2 separate regions of the Hordeum vulgare genome follow, and region 1 is linked to region 2. A link is a contact called in public Hi-C data. All regions are on one chromosome and are shown on one strand. Each heading gives the region's core, a stretch centred on a gene start, on an enhancer-like site or on the middle of the called end of the contact. The rest is flanking DNA. Distances are from core to core; before and after follow the strand shown. Region 1 has its middle 110 kb from the start of LOC123396661. Region 2 has its middle 130 kb from the start of LOC123398449.

What was found. A called contact is a pair of places that touch in the nucleus more often than the background predicts.
Region 1: a contact with region 2 is called in a Hi-C map of leaf, with 6 times the contacts expected there. The contact joins two enhancer-like sites. A contact is called at or near these places in 2 of 6 Hi-C or Micro-C datasets (leaf and seedling).

What each region holds. Positions count from the first base shown.
Region 1 is chr5H:322,894,538-322,898,545 of MorexV3_pseudomolecules_assembly, reverse strand. No RefSeq gene overlaps it. Among protein-coding and RNA genes, the nearest start is that of LOC123396661, 110 kb to the right of the region's middle. Within about 2 kb of position 1,270, at least 3 of the 3 cell types and tissues checked have open chromatin away from gene starts, as enhancers often do. A contact at or near this core is called in leaf, where this site is marked.
Region 2 is chr5H:322,039,458-322,043,675 of MorexV3_pseudomolecules_assembly, reverse strand. No RefSeq gene overlaps it. Among protein-coding and RNA genes, the nearest start is that of LOC123398449, 130 kb to the right of the region's middle. Within about 2 kb of position 1,740, at least 1 of the 3 cell types and tissues checked has open chromatin away from gene starts, as enhancers often do. A contact at or near this core is called in leaf, where this site is marked.

The DNA of each region.
Region 1 (4,008 bases), core at 21-2,520, 860 kb before region 2:
ATAATCATTGAAACTCTGTTGTTTGGCAACAAAGTTGTCAAATTCGTCAAAGCATAGGCTAGCAGGTTTATCAAAAGGAATATCACTCTCGTCAAACCTACGCAGAGAATTCACTTCCACTACATGTATCGGGTTATCGAGACCATGGATCTCTTCGATAGGTGGTAGATTTTTGACATCTTCAGATCTAATGCCTTTCTCTTGCATAGATTTCTTGGCTTCTTGCGTATCTTTGGGACTGAGGAATAGAATACCTCTTTTCTTAGGAGTTGGCTTAGGAGGTGGTTCGGGAATAGTCCAAGCATTATCGTTGATCAAGATGTGATTCAGTAGGGTCTCAACTTGTTCTACAGTTTGTTCCCTAAAAACACAGCCGACACAATTATCTAGGTAGTCTCTAGAGGCATCGGTAAGTCTGTTATAGAGGATATCAAGTATCTCGGTATTCTTAAGAGGGTGATCAGGCAAAGCATTTTGTAGCTGGACGAGCCTCCCCCAAGCTTGTGGAAGACTCTCTTCTTGGAGTTGATCAAAGTTGTATATTTCCTGCAAGGCAGCTTGCTTCTTATGGGTAGGGAAATATTTCTCACAGAAGTAATAGACCATCTCCTGGGGACTACGCACACATCCAGGAGCAAGAGAGGTGAACCAGGCTTTAGCACCATCCTTTAGAGAGAAAGGAAACAACTTAAGAATATAGCAGTGGCGGATCTTCTCCTGATTAGTGAAGTGGTTAGCTATTTCGGATAATTTGGCAAGATGGGCTATGACCGTCTCAGACTCATAATCGTGAAAAGGATCAGATTCGACTAGAGAGATTAGCTCAGGGTCGACACAGGATTCATAATCCTTAATTCTAACACGACAGTTGCTAGTCGTAGCGGCTAGCACATCGCAAATACCACTACGAAGTCGCAAGTTTGAGTCACACCTCGTTTCCTTTTTTTTGTGTTTTTCATTTCGCAGTCGTGACACCGCAAATGGGTCGTCACAGGTTAATTGTCCCTGTGTGAAACGCTTACACTTTGTTGCAACAAGCGACATTGAGAAGGTCCTGGCGCCCCTTGTAGGTGTTTTTGCAAACGGACACCTAAGGCGTCCCCTCTGCTGCGAGCTGGGCTGGTCCGTTCCCCCTTTGCTATGAACTGGGCTGATCCATATATCTCTCGCGTTTTCATTTGCAAATGGGGGGCTTGAAGCGTCCCCCTATGCTGTGAGTTGGGCCGCCCATGTATGTCATGTTTTATGTTTAAATGCGTTTTTGCAAAGGGACACCTAAAGCAGGCCCCCTCTGCTGCAAGCTGGGCTGGTTTCCCTGTGCTACGAACTGGGCTGGTCCATATATCTCTTGCATTTTGATTTGCAAACGGGGCCTAAATCGTCCCCCTCTTTTGTGAGTTGGGCCGCCCATATATCTCATGTTTTATGTTTAAAGGTTCAAAACAGGTGCGCTCATGATCGAACTCATAATCTATTCCTTCGGGTTCAAGGATAGTAATCATTGCACCATCTAACAACCAGTGATTGTTAGCCTGTTTTTTTTATTTGTCTCTTTAGTTATGGGAATCTTTCGGTTTTGGGAAGTTTCCAGAAGCTTTCAAAATCGGGTTTTTGCGGTTCGCTCGTCAACTTCTGCGTGGCATTATTTTGGTTTTCTTATTTTCCTTTATTTTTTATTCAGGCTTCCTTTCTTTTCTTTTGAACTTTTTCAGATTTATAAACTTTTTCAAATGCGATGAACTTCTCTCAAATTCATCGACTTTTTTTCAAAATCGCTGAACTTTTATCAAATTCAATGAACATTTTCCAAAATCGTTAATTTTTTTAAAATGATGAACTTATTTTCTTCTGATTTCATCTGATTTTCTTCACATCTTGTTTCGTTTTCTTTTGAATTCTCTTCAGTTCTTTTCATTTTTCTTCGATTTTCTTTCACTTTCTTTTTTGTTCGTTATGACTTCAGTTTCCATTGTTTTCACTTGCTTTCTAAGTCTCTTTTTGTTTTCGTTTTCGTTTTATTTTGTTTTCTTTATTTTTTATTGGTTTTCTTGGGTTGTATTACTTTCTCTTTCGTTTCCCTATTTTTCTTTTACTTTCTTTCAATTTGTTCTGTCTTTATTTTTCCGTGCTCTTCTTTGTGGTTTTCGTCGGTTTTTTATGGTGTTAGAACCTTTTTCACTAACTTTTTCCTGTTTCGTTTGTGTTGTTTGAATCATTTTCATCGGCTTCTATGTACATTTTTATTGTACGTTTGAAATTTATGTTATATGTGTTTAACACTTCTAAAATATGCAATTAATACTTATAAATGATTTTTTGTTTATCAATTTTGCTATACATCAAGAACATTCTGACATATCTAAATTTTTTAATACATGATTTCCATTTCAAAATTAACTTATTAACATTTTGTTAAAAAATAAGTTTGATGTTTACACTATTTATAAAACTTGTACATTTTTATATGCAAGTGAAACGTTTGTTCGAGATACATCTAATAATTTCTACATACATACAAAGCTGTTGCCATTTAGCAACTACTGCAGCCTCCGAACTAGATAGTCGTTTACAAGTTCAACTGAAGCAACCACAAATGATCTGTCCGATTTAACTTTTGCCCTGATGCATCTTAGGTTTGCGAGAACATACATTCCGTTCCTTAGGTTAGCAACATGAATATCACACACAAGCAGTATGAACCATGATGTTGCAGTGGTAAAATCTCCATGGATGCATTTGGTTGTCTGCATAATACCAATCCAGACATGTGCGGGAAGAATCTTGACTGTTTGGTTGACCTGCATACACTGTTCGACCTGTATGGCACGAACATTACATCACTCCCAGCCAGGCCCCCGACCTATGCCCGGATCGATAGTTTCTCCATGTTGAAAATATGCCCTAGAGGCAATAATAAATTAGTTATTATTATATTTCCTTGTTCATAATAATCGTTTATTATCTATGCTAGAATTGTATTGATTGGAAACTCAAATACATGTGTGGATACATAGACAACACACTGCCCCTAGTGAGCCTCTAGTTGACTAGTTCGTTGATCAAAGATGATCAAGGTTTCCTGGCCATAGGCAAGTGTTGTCACTTGATAACGAGATCACATCATTGGAAGAATGATGTGATGGACAAGACCCAAACTATAAACGTAGTATATGATCGTGTCAGTTTATTGCTACTGTTTTCTGCATGTCAATGTATCTGTTCCTATGACCATGAGATCATGCAACTCCCGGACACCGGAGGAATACCTTGTAGGTTATCAAACGTCGCAACATAACTGGGTGACTATAAAGGTGCTCTACAGGTATCTCCAAAGGTGTTTGTTGGGTTGGCATGGATCAAGACTGGGATTTGTCACTCCTTGTGACGGAGAGGTATCTCGGGGCCCACTCGGTAATACAACATCACAACAAGACTTGCAAGCAATGTGACTAAGGAGTTAGTTACGGGATCTTGTATTACGGAATGAGTAAAGAGACTTGCCGGCAACGAGATTGAACTAGGTATAGACATACCGACGATTGAATCTCGGGCAAGTAACATACTGAAGGACAAAGGGAATAGTATACGGGATTATATGAATCCTTGACATAGAGGTTCAACCGATAGAGATATTCGTAGAATATGTAGGAGCCAATATGGACATCCAGGTCCCGCTGTTGGTTATTGACCGGAGAGTGTCTCAGGTCATGTCTACATAGTTCTCGACCCCGCAGGGTGTGCACACTTAAGGTTCGGTGACATTTCGGTATAGTTGAGTTATATGCGTTGGTGACTGAAGTTTTGTTCGGAGTCCCGGATGAGATCGCGGACATCGCGAGGAGTTCCGGAATGGTCTGGAAACGAAGATTGATATATAGGAAGTTGGTGTTTGGATTCCGGAAGGTTTCCGGGCATTGCCGGCACTGTGCCGGGAGTGACGAATGGGTTCCGGGGGCCCACTGGGTGGGCCCACCACGCCCCAAGGGGTCCACGTGGGTTTATTGGATG
Region 2 (4,218 bases), core at 491-2,990:
AAAGGCAAGGTAGTCGTGTACCAGCGTCAAATGCCCGTGTGCCCCGTTTCGGTTCAAAACTTGATGATCCTTGAGCAATCCCTTGAAGTTGAGAACAAGCTCTTCTACAGCTTCGCATATGCAAGGACCATCTGCATCATCTTTGTTTCATTCACATAATCCTTCTCGTCACACGACTCAACGTAGTGCTCGTATGAGTACTCCATCTTTGAATTTATTTTTTCAAAGAAAAGACAAAAGATTTAGCATAGGTATTTCACCAAACACTTGTCAGGCATGGTGACCCCCGTAGGGGATGATGGTACCTATGCAATCAATGGAAGAGAGTTCTGGACCGAAGTCGTAGGCAAAGTGGCATGGGGACCTGGTGTGCTGGATGAGCTCGCAGAGGTCCGAGAAGGGCTTGACAGGTGGCGAAGGTGTAGAGCAGCGATGTCGACGAGGAAAGAAGCAGATGTAGAAAAAAAGAAAAGGGTTGAAGATGCGGGTTCGGGGGTACGGGGGAAGGATAGGTGGGTCGGCATTGCCGGAGTCCTATGTGATGATGGTCCGGCCTCTTGCAAATCCCTCTAATTTGCTTTGATTTGCGAACAAGCCGACTGATCCGAGAATCAATCGCGGATGGTTTTGGATGGTAAATTGCGTGCGTACAACAAGTTGGGACATATGCGGGTGATATAAGTTAGGGCAGTATTGGGCGCCGGCGCGCCGACCCGAACGCTCGCGCCGGTCGCAGCGCGGCCGTCAGATACGTGTGGCACACCGTTAGATCTATCCATGCAGCAATATTCCTCAATGCAGCAAATTTCGGCCACGATTCAGCAAATTTCCGTCATGGTTGCAACAAAAATATGGTTATAGCAGAAAAATATCAACGTGATCGTAGAAAAATAGACGTTGATGATGCGTGGTAACAAAACAAAATGTCGATTGTAGTAAAAACAATCCGGTGAACTCGGGTTGAAACTCTCACGAACGTGTATGCAACTTTTTTAGTGAACGTTTGCAGCAAAAATAATACCGGTTGTAGCAAAATTTAACACGGTTGTAGCAAAAATCAAAACACCGATTGTAGCAAAAAAATTGATGAACTAGAGTTGTAACCAAACGTATATGTAATTTTTTTATAGATAAATATAGCAAATAGAAAACGCTAGTTACAGCAAGTTTAGATGGAAAAGAACTACATGCCTAATAAGTAGCATGTGTGTGTCGGCGCGCGACCGGCCGGCCACAAGCGTTTCCCTTTGACTTAGTACTTAGTACTCCCTCCGTTTCTAAATATAAGTTTTTCTAGAGACTTCACTATTGCACTATATACGGATGTATATAGACATATTTTAAAGTGTGGATTCATTCATTTTGCTCCGTACTTATATTTAGGAACGGAGGGAGTAAATACTAACATCTGACTGTACAAGCCTAGATAGGTATAGACGCGTCAGATTTCTACCACCAGCTTGCTGTGCCTATCCTCTGTTGTTTTCGCTGGTGACACGAAGCATGTCACGACGTGCATGTCACATTTTATGTACGTGTCAGTATCACACAACGCGGTTGTTCACATGGAAAATATGGCGCATACTTCATGGAATCAAAATGGCGTCGCTGTCTATCTACCTTTATGGGAAAAAGACTTTACATTCTGCTAGGTTTTCGTCGCACGAAGAGAGACAATTAATTCATGGATGGTAGGAAGGAACATGTCGAAACTACCGCAGCCACAATAAGCTAATCTAGTTCAGTAGTCTTGACTCCAGACCAGACGTGAAGCTTGCTTGCTTAACTGGTAGCCACAAGCCGGTCCATGTGTCCGAGTAAGGAAAGGGACACTGCACCAACAAACATGCTACGTGCCTTGCATGGTGTCTGATCATCCACCAAAAGTCCGAAGCTTGCTTTTTCAACATCATGTAGTACCATATTAGTAAAAGATAACGTTCACATGGATGAGCGTTTGTAAACCGCCCACACATGGACTACCGTCTGTTTGCTGCTGCACGAACCTTGACAACTGATGTCTGAATTTTTTTCCACGTAGTACTCGGTTAGTGTATGGATATTTAACCACTTCAGCCGCACGTCAGTTTCTTTCTCAACAGAAAACTTTTTTGATTTCCGGCTTAAAAATGTTTGATCTCCTTATTAAAAATTTAACTAAAAATTCATTTTCACAATTAAATCCGTTTCGTCGAGATCTTTAAAACTAGATCTTATGTTGATATGTTTCGATAAAAAAAATTAGACAAAACCTACCATTATGTTGCACTGTAGTTGCTATAGTGTTTACAGTACTGTTGCCATGACATGTTCTATCAAATTTTTTTAGATTTAAAATCGTTATATTTTCAATTACTCTTTACGGCAACTTTTATTAATTGATTATGTTATTTTTTTAGTAATTAACCACGATAAATGTAATGCATGAATCATGGTAATTTTTAGTAATTCATGATGGCAAATTTAGTTTATAGATCATGACAATTTTAGAAATTTGATCATGATCGATGAAAAGAAAATTTGACCAAAAATTGCCATGATGTTTACATTATAATTGTTATAGTGTTTAGACTAAAGTTGCCATGTCATGTTTTACCTATTTTTTCTTCTAGATTTAAAGCTAATGTTATATTTTCAACTACTTTTTACGGAATTCTTTATAAATTGATCATGGAATTTTTTTCACCATGGTAATTTCAGATTATATGTTAAAATTTCTTAATTCCTCATTTAACCATGGTAATTTCAGATTTAAAGCTACCGTTATATTTCCAACTACCGTTAAAGTCTAGTTTCTTAATTTTTCATTTTACAATATGTTAAAATTTAGTTTTGAAAATTAAAGAAAAAATAACTGAAATATATCATGGCAACTTTAATGTAAACAACATGGTAATTCATATGCAACACACATGACAACTTTTAACTTAAAAAAATCATCAAAACATATTGATATGAGATCTAGTTTCGACGATCTCGTCGCGATGGATTTAATGATAAAAACGGATCTTCAATCAATTTTTCATTTAAGAAATAAACATTTTGAAAACTGAAAATCCAAAAGAAAAATCACATACATGCGGTGACCTGATGTGAGACAGGAGGTCGGACGTATAGGCATTATCTATTTGGCCCACACGTAAGCGTATGGACTCGTTTTCTTAGATACCACATGAAACATGTGGTAAGATCTCTTAATGTCTATACGTGTAAGGGTTCTCGCGATCCTATATGTTTCCCTCGTGCCACGAAAATCAGCTTTTAAAGGTGGCAGCCGTATATGCTTCGGGGAATCTTCACCTGTGTGTAAGTAGGAGTACAACATAGAGTGAGAGAGAGACACTACTGGCTAGTATAGCAACCTTTTCAGTGCAATTTTTTCAGTGAAACCCACTCGTTGTTTTGTTATTCAGGCTGACGCGCCGTCTGAAAAGCAAAGGAGGCGATGGACACCGATGCCACGCCAGCATCCAGGTTCACCATGCTGCATGCGGAGCGCGTTCTGGAGGATCTCCACTTGGGGAGTGTAAGAGCATCTCGAGAGGAAAGGATAAAAACCGGATGACACGGCTAACTCGACGGGTGCGGCTCCTCCTCCACCGGCGTAGACGGGTTTATCATTGGCGTCGCTGGGCTTTCTTTCATCGGCGTAGTCGAGCTCGCGGTCGGTGTACGTTCCGCGTGGCTGGGCTCGTCGTCGTGGTCGTGGTTGTGGTCGTCATTGCGGTCGCCGTGGTGGCCGACGGCACTGTCATCTGATTCAAGATGTGGTCGTATTGTACTATGTACCACGCCTTCACCTTCTCGTCCATCTTCGACGTGTGTGCCTTCATCAAGAACTCTAGATCGGTTTCCTCTTCTTCGCAGCGACGTTGATCATCAACGCCGACCACCGTGCGTTGGATTTCTCCTCCGTCCTGGCAGCGCCTCTCTTGATGTCGGCGATACATTGCTCGATCGAAGCGTGTAGCCGTTGGGCAGCGGGCGCCGCGTCCCTCGCTGCCCTGGCTTTTTTTGTGCCATCTGGGCGCCCTTCTGCCGCAGCCGGGGCAGGCGCGTCTCGGTTGTAGGTGTCCTTGGCCTTGTCGAGAGCGAGCTGAACTTTACTTCACTTCTCGTATGATTCAATCCTAGGGAACACGTGAAGAACCTCAACTCTTGGTCCTCGTTGTCGGCGCAGTACATGGCGAACATCCGAAGCATATTCATAAGACGGCG